Regions from separate parts of the Sus scrofa genome. Here region 2 is linked to region 1. The links are chromatin contacts, called in public HiChIP or PLAC-seq maps. All regions are on one chromosome and are shown on one strand. Each heading gives the region's core, a stretch centred on a gene start, on an enhancer-like site or on the middle of the called end of the contact. The rest is flanking DNA. Distances are from core to core; before and after follow the strand shown.

Region 1 (6,624 bases), core at 2,926-5,425:
TCACCATTGGAAACTGATACTAAGCTTCCTTTGCACAGGGTTATGGGAAGAAAAGCAAAGGGATGCATTTGGCCCACTTGCCACAGTTTTGCCAAACCATGCATTGAACAATAAAACCATCCTGGGCCTGGAATTTCCTTATAGGAAGGTTTTCAACTTCAAATGCAATGAGATTTAGGCTGTCACAATTAAACAGATAAAGGGCTGTTCAGGTTACCTGTTCTTTTTTTTTTTTTTTTTTTTTTGTCTTTTTGCCTTTCTAGGGCCATTCCCACAGCATATGGAGGTTCCCAGGCTAGGGGTTGAATTGGAGCTGTAGCTGCTGGCCTACACCACAGCCACAGCAATGCAGGATCCTTAAACCAATGAGCAAGGCCAGGGATCAAACCCGCAACCTCATGATTCCTAGTCGGATTCGTTAACCACTGAGCCACGACAGGAACTCCCCTGTTCATTTTTTTTAGTAGGATTTAGTACTTTGTATTTTTCAAGGAATAGAATAAAAAAATGTTATCAGTTTATTTTTTGTTAACCAAAGCCCTCTTTATAAAATTTCAAAATGTTTTTTTCAGCACTGGCTTTCCTTGGTTTTGTTAATAAAACATTCTCGAATATCATCCTACCTTACTGAGTCAAAGCTTCAGGCATCTAATTTATTTATATCTCAGTTCCCATGTGAAGGGAGCAGGAGGTAACAAAAGAACACTGGGTATAGAGTCAAGGGCCTGAAGTGTTGGGTCTGGAAGCTGGCTGACCTTGAACAAGGTCATCCGTTTGCATGGGCCTCTGGACCCTCACTCGTAACAGGTGGCCACTGGACGAGGTGAACGCCAAGGTCTCTGTCAGCTCGACAATCTACATTGCAGCCTCTGTACCTCTCTGCCCCCCATCTGGTAACTGAACCAGTCCTACAGCAGAGGTAACACCTGCCTTGCAGGTTGCTGCGAGGGTTAGCTGAGCACACGACACAGGTGGACAGGCCCTGGCCCTCGGCAACCGCTGTGCAAGGTCATCCCTGTATCTACCCAGTATTTCATTAACCAAGCCTTGCTCGATTCCTTTATTTCTTCTTATACTTTCCCCATTTGTAAAATGAGGCGCTTGGATTAAGTAAACGGTATTCAACGTGTCACTACCAAATTCTGCTTTGATTTTTTTCGAAGCTTCTATATATCCAAAAATTGCATGTATTGAATAATAATTACATTGCTTTCCCATTTTAAAATAATTACTGACCAGCCCTCGCATGTAAACCTTTCACTCCGGTTCTCCTACACGGGCTAAGACCAAAATGTTCAGGGCCTTTAGGGACCAAGTCTGAAAGCAGGCTGGTGGCACCCACAGCGCCGAGGGGTCCCCTAGGAAATATCAGGGAGGATGCTCTTGTTTTCCATACCCTGGGGGGAGGGTGGCAAGAAGGGCTACACTTCTCCTAAAAATTTATCTGAAATTCTTTAAAAGAAATACCTTCCAACGGAAATGTGCAGACTGCAAATGGATGCTAATTAACATACCATTTGCTACTTCTAATGTTGAAAAGTACATCCTGCTTTGTAGAAAAGTGCAAAGATGAAAACTTTCCTCAGGAGTACCTGCGGGCTCGGGCAGGCCACCCAAACATAGGAAGCAGGTGGCTCCTCCAAGAACAAAAAAGGAGGTGGCTGGTATGAAGGGGAAGATCCAGGCAAACAGCAGAGGTCTACAAAATCACAATTAGTTCCTGGCTGTCAGTTTGCGATCTTTCAGTTAAAACAAAATTTCCAGTCATAAACAACCATTGTTAAAAATATAATGCATGTGCTTTCATTCTTTATTTATACACATAAATTTTATGTTTATGTTTAATTTTTTAACCAAAATTATATCCAGCTGAACAATTTTTTATCTTGCTTAGTTCATTTAATGCACTGTGAACGATTATTTATGTCATTAAATAACCTTTAAACCCTTGATGTTAACAGCTGCACCATTTTTTAATACATGATTTTATTCAATGATTTCTTCTTTTTTGGATATTTTGGTTGTTCCCCTCAAGATACGCTGAAATCTCTGAATAAAGGCTTCCAGCTTCCTAAAACTATGCTCCCTGACCTTTTCCACTCAGATCTGTGTAGACCCCTAAAGTGCCGCAGTCTCCTGCAGGCAGAGGGCTCCGGGAGGACCCAGGTCTTTCATAGTTTTAGGAACCTGGACTCCTTTATTTATTTTCCCTTAGGAGGTTGGAGTTTGCTTTTCGCTAACACGCATGCGCGAGTTCTGATGGGCAGCGCCTACATCCCTTTCACGTTTTGCCACCAAACACATAGTCCTTGCTTGAATATTTGCTAAAACTTAGAAATTGCTAAAGAACAGAAAAGAGCGCTAATTTGTGTATGGCCTACCTGGAAGTTTCTAGATATGATGCTGAATTTATTTTGAGTAGAATCAAAGCTTCCCGACAACACCGCCAAGGCATCCCTTGCGTCTCTTACTTCCTATTGATTCAGCAGAACCACTGCAGAGACTTGAGGCTCCTTGGCCTGAGTCTTTTCACTCCCTGCTCCTAATTCCCTCTTCACTGTTCTAAAAAAAACTCCGTGGTCGTGTCACTCTTGTTTCCCTGACCGTCAGGGACGACTCAGTGTTCACAGAATCAGCCGGGCGTCCGAGGCCCCTTCTTTGAGGCTCCAAACTGCCTTTGCAGCCTTATTTCCCAAGCTCCTCCTTCCAAGTTGTTCTTGGCCAAGGGACAGCCGGTCGGTAACTGCGGTTATTAACCTCCCGCCCTGTATCAGGTGGGCTCCGTGTAGCATCTTGAGTAACTACGCTGACCCTGCCAGGGCGCAGTTATCTTCATTTTCTCTATGAGGAAATTCAGACCCAGGGTGTGGAAGGGGAGTCGGGATTTAATCTCCCGTTTTTCCGCTCTACCCGTCTTCTGACTCACTCTGAAGGGGACTCTAACTGGCCTTTTGCTTCTCCACCTCCGAACTTTCTCTCCAGCTGCTCGGCTGTCCTACTTTGGTTCCCTGCCTCTAGAAATGCTGCTCATTCCGGAAGGTTCTACGATCTGTATCCAGCCCAGGGCCTTGCACACAGTAGGTGCTCAGTAACTCATGAGTAGATTAGATTCACCTTTGTCCGGTCTTTGCTAAAACATCTTCAGATCCTAGGAGGTGGCAATGGATGTCCTTTCGCCCCTAGGGTCTGCACCTAGCAGACAGCTAAGAGCGAGCCTGGGAAATCAATGAAGTCCCCATACCTCCTGGAACAAAACATCGCCGGAGCCTTGTCCCTCCTGGGGTGTCCAAGACCCCATGTCAGAAATGTAGGTTTAGGCAGCGGGAACACACATGAGGCAGGAGAATATGAAAGTACCCTGGAAATTTTTGCTAGCTGGGTCAACTCCAATTTGGCAAAAACAAGCACACTGCTTTTTCTCCAGGTTCTTTCTCCCAACATCACTTATTAATGCTAATTAGTCAAGGGTGTGCTGTGATGCAGAATACTTGTGACCCCTAAGAATTAGAGAGAGACTGTCATTTCTCAAAAGACCCATGAGGGGCAGTAAGGGTAAGCGCCGTAGAAGGAGGTAGGACAGGCGCTTCTCTCCCAAGAATTGCACTGAAATAAGTGCAAGTAAAAATAAATCCACATATAAAACAACTGTACGAGTGTTCACAGTATTTTCACAGCTGGGTTTCTTTGCCTAAAATACTTAGCACTTACTTTAGAAAATTCTCTTCTAAACAGGAATGGTCTGACTGAGCACAGAAGCTGAACTCTGATGGAACTCTGACTTTGAACTTCACTTTTGCCCAGATGGGAATAAACACCAGGACTTTTTATAAGCAAGCATCTTAATCGTCATGACTCCACATCAGGCTGTGCTGAGTGACCTTTATGTCACAGGCGAGGACACTGATGTAGGGACTTGGTTTAGGGAAGGACGTTCATAACATTCGGCATATTTATATCTAGATTAGGGCTCTGGATTTAGAACGCTGAAAAACACCAACTTTGTCTGTTTCCATGGCAGTGCAAACATCCCACTTGAATAACTGCCCAGTCACTTATCACAGCAGGATTAGCCGTCTTCTAAAAGGATCTGCATTCACATTCCTGGTATTTATTTCCTGAAGATATTAAGAGGGTATGCTATGGTCTTTGGTTTCAAAGGCCGATGCCATTAGACATGACTAATCATTATGACGCACTTTTAGGGACTCTCCCCTTGGAAATGCCACCCAAACAGCATGACAATGTGATATGCACATATTAATAAAAAGACATGCTTCAGCTCCAGATGACTGTGACAGGAGCTATACTGATGAATATGCTAGCTAAATAAAAAATAATATTATAAAGGCTTGCAATGATTAGAATGCTGTGCTAATGATGTCAACTTTTGTTTGTCTATTTCCTAAATAATTCATGAGTGATGGGACTTGCATTTGTCAGAGTACTAGCTCGTGGAATGTGCAAGTGAAAATAGACACAGGGCATATTTCAATAAGCTTGCAATCCAGCAGGCACCAGTCCTATCACCTAATGGAATTTTTTTCATTTAATATTTAAAAAATATTTTTCCTTTAATATATTTAATAATTTTAAAGACCCGCCAAAAAGGAGTCTTCAAAATTACCTATACACACACACACATACACACACATATATATATATAATATAGTAAGAAATAAATATATATATATTGTAAGAAAATAGTAAACAATTACTCCTTCGTGGCTTCTTGGTCAAATCAAGAAAATAGTCTTTGTGCTTACAGCTCCTGGTGAGCCCTGGCTTGAACTCGTGTAGTATCAATTTCTTACATCTCTTCGCTGCTCTCACTTTCCCACCTAGGTCATAAGCCCTGACTGTCAGGGCTTCTGCCTGAGTCACCTGTGTGTCCACACTGCCTTGTACACGCATCACACCTAGTCGTGCAGGCAGGTGTTGGCTAAAGGAAGATGTCATCAGTCACGTAAAAGTGAATCTGACGACAAACTGAACACAAGAGTCAAATGTGAATGTGATGGTGTTCCTTAGGTTTTTACTTTTAATTTTTTAAAATTTTACTTTATTATATATTTTTTATGGCTGCGCCCATGGAATATGGAAGTTCCCGGGCCAGGGATCGAATCTGAGCAGCAACTGCGACCTATGCCATGGCTGTGACAACACCGGATCCTTTAACCCACTGTGCCGGGATGGAACCTGCGCCTCTGCAGTGACCGGAGCCGCTGCAGTTGGATTCTTACTGCACCACAGCAAGAACACTCAGGTTTTTATCTTTCTTTGGTGTACAGTTCCGTGCATTTTAACCTGGCTATAGGTTTGTCTAACCATCACTCGGACCGGGATACAGAATGGTTCCATCACCTTCCCCAAAACCTTCTTCGTGCTATCTCTTCTCACACCCTCCCTGACCCGCAACCTCTGGCAGACACAGATTTGTCCTCCGTCACTCCAGTTTGGTCTTTGGAGACAGGCGTCTTTCACTCATCATATGGTCTAAGATTCATCCAAGCCGCTGTGTGTCTCAATAGCTTATTCTTTGTATTGCTGAGTAGCAGGGGTACATCCCCGTTAGTTGGTCCTTCGCCACCCTGAAGGATGTCTGAGTTGCCTCCAGTTGGGGGCTACTACAAACAAGGCTGCTTACGAACATTCAGGTACCAATTCTGCTGTGAACAGCAGTTTTCAATGACCCAGTGTAAATACCCAAGAGTAGGATGGTGGGTCACATGTTAAGTGTGTATTTAACTTTAGAAGCTGCTGCTAAGCCACCTTCCAAAGGGGCTGCACCACGTTTCCACCCCATCCGGTAAGTTTGCTGTGCTCCACATCTTTGCCAACACTTGGTATTGTCCGTTACCATTTTCATTTCAGAGATGCTAGTAAGCATGTGGTAATATCTCATTATGGGTTAAATTTGCCTTATCCTACTGGCTCTAGAGGGGAACATCTTTTTTCATGTGCTTATTTGCTCTTTTTCTATCTTTTTGGTGAAACATCTATTCATGTCCTTTCCTTTTTTTTTTTCATTGGGTTGTTTGATTCCTTATTGTTGAGCTTAAGAGTCCTTTGTCCTCGTTACAAGTCTGTTAGATATGTAACTGGAAAATATCTTCTCCTCGTCAGTGCTTGGAGACTGACTTTTATTCTCTTGATAGTGGAGAGTGATTTGCCAGCGCAAAGTTTTACATTTTTTTCATTACCGAAAAATTAAAGTATAGTCGATTTACAATGTTGTGCCAGTTTCTCCTGTTCAGCAAAGTGACCCAGTCATATATATATATGTATAGATTATAACCAAATATATTTACATATTATTATTACATGTAGTCATAAATATATATATGTATATATATACATTTACTTTGCTCATATGATCTTCCATCATTTTCCGAACTCGTGGGAAAATTTTTAATTTTAATAAAGGCCAATTATTCTGCTTCATGGATTGTGGGTATGTGGTCATTTCCAACACTTGGCCCAACCCCAGCTCATGAACATCTTCTGCTGTCTTGAAAACTTTTACGGTTTTCGGATGAATGCACTGGCTTTTGATGAACAAAGGAAATGAGGTCCTTGACAACAGTTTCCTTCTTTGTGTTGTAGTTAGTTTGTTCCTCTTGAACC
Region 2 (6,624 bases), core at 2,574-5,073, 400 kb before region 1:
AGGTGCATGTGGACACTCCTTGCCCTGTGTTCCAGGAATGGAGGGTGAGGGGCAGTTATTTGTGCTCAGCTCACTCAGGTTAAATGCGTGGGTGGACACAAGGCACAGAGAGAGTACGGGAAGTGTGGCAACTGGTACATGTTCACATGCGGAGCTGGATCACTGCTTAAATAGCTTTGGTCAAATCACTTAACATTTATTTAGTTTCCTCTCATCTGAAATGTGAAATCGTCTCAAAATAAAGAATTAGAGATAGCACCTGAATCAAAAAATATCTTGCACAACGGTTTTATTACTGTGCCTAGTAAATGCTCAATGAACAGTGACTTTTAAATGTGGGTTTGTAACAAACTTAGTTCTACTGAGGTTGATGGTTAAATTCTTCTGTATCCCAGTAAGTTATAATGTCTCTAAGTTTTTCTTTTCTTCCAATTAAAAACCCACTACCGACATGGACCACATCTGAGGAAAATTTCTAGCTTAGGCGTTCATGTTTTTTGTACTGGTTGGCAGTGACGTGGGAAAGACAAGTGCCTCTGAAGTTCAGCTCAAATTCCAGGTCTGCTTCGTTAAGCTTATGCTCTTTGATTTTCTAAATTTTAGTTTCCGCCCATGTCAAATGGGAATAAAAAATCCCCTCTTCATAAGCTGTTAGGATTAACTGAAATGTTCATGCATGTATTCAGCATATTTTTTTTTGGACATATAGGTTCGTGCAATGAATGTTAGTAGCTTTTTTTTTCACGATTACTGTAAAAGGTTTTCAAAAGTCTGATGTAGTGATGCACATATTTAGAGATAAGCATCTTTCAGAGTCAGCCAGGGAGACCTTCCTACCCTGAGAATTTGGGAATGGTGCAGGCTAGCCGGGGTGAAGGAAGACCTAAGCTCCTGACCTAATTTCCAAGATGGTTTACGTGCAGTCATTGAATAAAGAAAGAAAAGCAAGTTTGACTCCATGTGCTCTAGACAAGGGCTGAGATCAACAACATAAGAATCTGGGATCATTTGTTACTATCGCTTTGGGTTTGGGGGCTGGTGTGGTACTTGGGCTTGATTCTGTGTCTGAGGCTTCCTAGAAGCTGCGATGGATGCTGAAGGGAGGTGTGACAATTCGACATGGATCAAGGTAATTCAAAGCCAGTCTTTCACAGAAAGCTAAGCAGTAGAGAGCAGCTTTCTTTAGCTGATTTCGGTGTGGGACTATGTATCTGCTTTTAATTTAATAAAAACGCCCATGAGGACAAATGCTGCACTGCCAATTTTCTAGCCTCTTTGAAGCATTCCCTAAATGTTAAGAGACTGAGAAATTAGACCTAAAGGCTTACACAATGAATAATTTGGTTGGAAGTTTCTGCCCATTTCTGTCAATCAGATCTGCTTTCCCTGGGCCCCTCTGTGTCCCCACACAAATGACAGATTTATCCGGATTCTTACTGGACAGTGTCAGATAGGGAAGTGTGGGTAACCTTTCACGGAGGCCCCAAACTCTTCCTAAAAATGTAATGCTATTGAAAGACTGCAGAGACCCCACTCTGATCAAGACTCCGCAACTATTCTATTGTGAATTATGTGTCATTGTTTTCCCATAAACTAAAGGTTCTGAGCACTAGATCCATGGTGCACCCCTTTCAGATTTTGATCAAAGATACAGTTTCTCTCCGTAACAAAGCATATATACGCACGCATGTAATTACAAGGGTTTGCAGAGTCCAGGCTTAGAAACCTGGGTAAAATTATTGCAAGCATTTCTATTAATTCTGGGCCCCAGAACACATGAGTTTTCTTAGGAAAAATTTAATGATTTTTTTTTCATTTCCTCTGAGCGAGACAACCAAATGATTGAAAATTAATTGTATTTCCTTGTTCTCACATATTGCAAAATCTATTCCAATGGATGTTTGCTTCCGTTTCTCAATATTTTCATGGAAATTATGACCGCCACATAATGAAGCACTGCACATTCTAATGGTGTTGTAACTCTTGCCTTCTGAAACAGTGAATTTTCAGCCAGAGGGTAGTGGGGCTGGCATATTGCAGAGTTTTGCTGTGTCCACGCAAATAAATGGTACGCAACTTTTGACTTGCCTGCAAGAGCTTCTGTCTGGAACAGCGCAGCTGGGGCCTCAATGACCCTAGCTGAAAACACTGTCTGATGCCAGGGACTTTGCCTCTGTCTTGCATGTCCTTGCTGGCGGGGGGGGGGGGGGGGGGAGCAGGGGGAACAATACTTTTCCATGTTAGAAAGTGTTGGAACGTTCAGGAACATCGAGGTCACAGCGATGGCTGCCCTGGGTTGGCTCAGATGCCCATTAGACACGGGTAGCCTGGCTGTTTCCTAATTGCCAGGCTGCAGCCTCTCCATCGGCTGGTTCCAGGCACTGCTGCCTCTGTGCCGGTATTTGCAATGTGCCTGCCACCTGCCCAGGGAGCTTGTCATTCTTTTGACCTCAGCTCACAGCAGGTTGTCTTCTGGGGAGTTTCTTTCTTCCTTTGTCTTTTTAGGGTCTCACCTGTGGCCTATGGAGGTTCCCAGGCTAGGGGTTGAATCGGAGCTGTAGCCGCCGGCCTACGCCACAGCCACAGCAATGTGGGATCTGAGCCACGTCTGCAACCTGCACCACAGCTCACGGCAAAGGATCATGGCAACACCGGATCCTAAACCCACTGAGCAAGGCCAGGGATCAAACCTGCAACCTCATGGTTCCTAATCGAATTCGTTAACCACTGAGCCACGATGGGAACTCCCATTTCTGCTCTTAAGTCACCCAATACAAGCACTTTGTCATCGCAACCTTGGCAAACTAATACATCATGTATGCTCCCTTTGTCAGAGTTTGTGTGGATTGCTTTCCTCTTGTGACCAAAGTAAGTAAATATTCGTCATAGACCACCTGAGTTACGCAATAGAATTGCACGAAAAGGAAATCAGTGGTCCTTTATCCCACCGTCTACGGATAACATCATCATAAACACTTCGGTGTTCATTCACCCGGTCTTTCTTGTGCGTGTGTGTGAATTTCTTTTTCTTTTTAGGGCCACATCTGTGGCATATGGAGGTTCCCAGGCTAGGGGTCAAATTGGAGCTGCAGCTGCCGGCCTACACCATAGCCACAGCAACACAGGATCTGAGCCGCATCTGTGACCTACACCACAGCTCACGGCAACGCCGGATCCTGAACCCACTGAGGGAGGCCAGGGATCGAACCCACATCCTCAGATGCTGGTCAGGTTTTTAACTTGCTGAGCCACCACAGGAACTCCTGAATTTATTTTTTGAAACACGTTTCAGATGACCTACATCTGGGCTTTTGCACTTTACTTCTGCCGGGTAAAAGCAAAGAACTCAAACCCGTGAAACCCAGGCCTTTCTAACAGCCTCAGAAAATATGCTGGACAATTTTCAATCTTTCCCTAAACCAGGGAGTGGCCCAACTGGCAGGGAAAGCTTCTGGTTTCTGACAGACAGATGCTGACATGTGTCTAATGAATTTAGCGCTTAGCTCTAGCTTATGTTCAACTCCGCGGTGCCTGGGAGATAAGAAGCAATGGGTATCGTGTAAACCCCTTGACAGCCTCTGGGCTCCAGGACTTAGCATGTCTTTATCATCAGGTCTGTTTACAAAGAAAAGTCTTTGGAGGGTTTTCCCCATGGAGCAGCTTTCTTTCAATACGGCATCTGGTGAAAATATTACACGAGCTGCGTGCAGCTTGTCTGCTCCAGTTACAGGGGGGAAATTGCTCTTGGCGGCCCACGGGGGCCCCTTGAACTTGGCCTGTTAGCTGGCCGGCTGTGCCGCAGCGTGAGCTCGTGTGCAGCTGGCGCTGCGAAGCGGGAGCAGGAAGAGAAGCCGAGCCGCCCGTGGATGGGGAGCTTGTCCTAGGTGAGGAAGGGGGTCTGCCTTTTCCCAAGCGGGAGCCAGAGGCCAGCAGCGCCCAAAGGGCCTCCGCGCATCAGCAGTGCTGGATGCGCCCTCGCCTCTCTGCTACCCAGGGAGCCTTCGCCCCTGGAGGACTGGTTACACTGCCTCGAAGAGGAGAGGGCACCCAGGCCAGCAGCGGTCAGAGCTGGCGGCCGGGAGCTGGTGCAGCCTTTACAGGCCTTTCTGCTCATTCTGCCCTCTTCCTCCTCCTCCTCTTGCTTCCTTCCTCCTCCCGTTTGTTCATTCTCGCTCCCTCCCATCCCTCCTCTTCCTTCCCTTTTGCTTTCCTTCAAAAAAGCAAAATAGTAAAAGCGAGATTCCAGGCCAAAGGGGAGGGAGGGGCGGTCTCTGCTGCCAGTGCTCCCGCAGGGCTGCTCCTGGCTGCAGCTGACTTCACACCTGCCTTTGGGTGCATCTCCCCAGGCCTGCCCCACGCCAGACTCCCCCTTCCTGTCATTGCCTGGCCCCAGAGGACCATCTGAGGTGCCCTGCTCACAGGAACCATCCTGTCCTACTGAGCGGGGACAAGAGAGACCTCCGCTCTCATTTCCTTCCACCAAGGTCTCTCTGACCCGCCAAAGTCCCGCTCCTTCCCTCCTGCCCTCACTGGGGGCTCAGATCCCCTGACACTGGGCCTGGGGAGATGCAAGGCAGCCTCACTGCAGCTGGAGGCAGGTCCAGGGCTGACCACGCAGGGGGAGATTGCCAGCTTCCTTTCAGGCACTAAGGGGACATGCACGGTCTCTAGAAAAGGGAAAACGCCCATGCAACCAACTGCAAGTCTGCCTGTTTCTTTTTACCAGTTAGCGAAAACAGACTTCACCAAAACAAACAAAAAAAAAATTGTTGGTCTAAGTTCTGAGAAACTGCAGTTGCTGCTGAGTTTTCAGAATACATCAACTTTTTCTTTTTCTTCTTTTTTTTTTTTTTTTTTTTTTTCTTTGTAGGGCCACATCTGTGGCATATGGAAGTTCCCAGTCTGGGGGTCGAATCAGAGCCGCAGCTGCCAGCCTACACCACAGCCACAACAACGCCACATCTGAGCCGTGTCTGCCACCTACACCACAGCTCACAGCAACACCGGATTTTTAACCACTGAGCGAGGCCTGGGATCAAACCTGGGTCCTCATGGATACTAGTCAGGTTCGTTACAGCTGAGCCACGACGGGAATGCCATAACCTTATTAATTTTTAAAACAACTGTTAATCATTTTACTAAAATTAATCATGGTGGTGGGACCACTGTTGTAACTTATTTTCTTGGTTTATTCTTCAGAAAAACCAGAGTAAAAACCAAGTTAAAAACTGAAAATCAAATCAAGGAAGAAACAACACAATAGCAGTACGATTTAATAATTGCACAAATTGTACCCTTTCCGGACACTTCAGTTTTATTACAATTTGCTTAGTAGTTAATATTATACTTAGTAGTATAATATTATAATGCTATAACCAAAGAACCACATTTCAAAGCTGCCAGGTAACTATAAAGTTATTAAATAAAGAGTTCTGCTTTTTCTCCCTTTTTGTGCCATCACTTGTTTTTTCCCCTATCTTTGATTTGGGGGTTTCATGTTATGATTATATACGCCTATGAGATTTAGTGAATGCAAATTTGCACTGGTCATTACTGGCATTCTTCTGGTCATTATTGGTATTCTTCTGGTCATTATTGGTATTCTTTTTCTTCATGTTGGCTAATGTAAGTGACGTCGTGGAGGGGTAGATGCAGGTGACCAGCTCTGGGTGTCAGACCTCTTAGGTGGGGGGCCACACGGAACCCCCTGTGCCAACCTGGTAAAGCTACGCGTTTGCGGCAGCGACCAGCAGGGGGCGCTGGAGATGCTAAACTCCCGGCCCGCCACCTTCTCAGGAGCCCTAGGTTCCAGGAACACAGGTGGGCACGGCTGCCTGGAGGCTTTCTGCAAGGCAACCTATGCTTTCCTTCGAACCGAGACCAGCCACATCTGAGTGTGTCACCTCCACGGCCTTTGCGCACAGCCACGCCACTGTCACCCTCACAAGGTCTCCTGACCGGTTTTCTGCTTCCATGCTCATTTCTCTACGGTGAATTTTCTGTGCAACAGCTAAAGTCATGCTGTTAAAAATGAGTCAGACTTGGGCCACCTCCTGCGTCACCCACGGGAATCCTCTGGTTGGAAGAACCAATCTTACTCTTCACCTGGACCCGTGCCCGCTCCTTCCCTGCCATCAGGCCCCCACCCTCTGCCCTGCCTTGGGCTCTCTGTGCAGTTCTTTGTCTTGCCCAGCTCAGTTCCTTCTAGCAAATGGCCCTTCTGCTCCCTCCACCTGGATCGTCCACCCCCCAAATCAGAGGGGCGCACTCCTCAGATTCCACTCCGCAGTCCCCTCAGAGGCATCCCTGACCCCCCCCACCAACCTTGACCTGCTGCACTTTACAGCACTTAGCATTTCCGATGCCTCATTTGTTTATGCACTTCTTTGCTCACTTACCATTTGGGGCTGGCGACTCTGCTTCTTGAGCTTGAGGCTGGTTACATAGGTGTGTTCTATGAAAACTCATCGAGCTGTAGGCTTGTAATAGGTCCGCTTTTCTACATAGTGTCGTGTTGCAATGACACATTTACAATGTCCAGTCCTATGCAGGAATCAAAACTTTCAACTTTGGAGTTCCCGTGGTGGCTCAGCAGAAACAAACCCAACTAGCATCCATGAGGAC

The links. HiChIP or PLAC-seq counts read pairs in DNA pulled down with a chosen protein or histone mark.
Region 2: a contact with region 1 is called in an H3K27ac HiChIP or PLAC-seq map of skeletal muscle, with 4 times the contacts expected there. The contact joins two enhancer-like sites. A contact is called at or near these places in 2 of 47 Hi-C or Micro-C datasets (epiblast stem cells and skeletal muscle) and 1 of 2 datasets of contacts at active chromatin or transcription factors (skeletal muscle).

Annotation. Positions count from the first base shown.
Region 1 is chr10:10,717,867-10,724,490 of Sscrofa11.1, reverse strand. The region is part of intron 1 of LOC110255633 (a long non-coding RNA gene); the gene reads right to left. Among named protein-coding and RNA genes, the nearest start is that of DUSP10, 180 kb to the left of the region's middle. Within about 2 kb of position 4,175, at least 20 of the 83 cell types and tissues checked have an H3K27ac peak or open chromatin away from gene starts, as enhancers often do. A contact at or near this core is called in skeletal muscle, where this site is marked.
Region 2 is chr10:11,117,395-11,124,018 of Sscrofa11.1, reverse strand. The region is part of intron 5 of LOC110255736; the gene reads left to right. Among named protein-coding and RNA genes, the nearest start is that of TRNAT-UGU, 190 kb to the left of the region's middle. Within about 2 kb of position 3,823, at least 19 of the 83 cell types and tissues checked have an H3K27ac peak or open chromatin away from gene starts, as enhancers often do. A contact at or near this core is called in skeletal muscle, where this site is marked.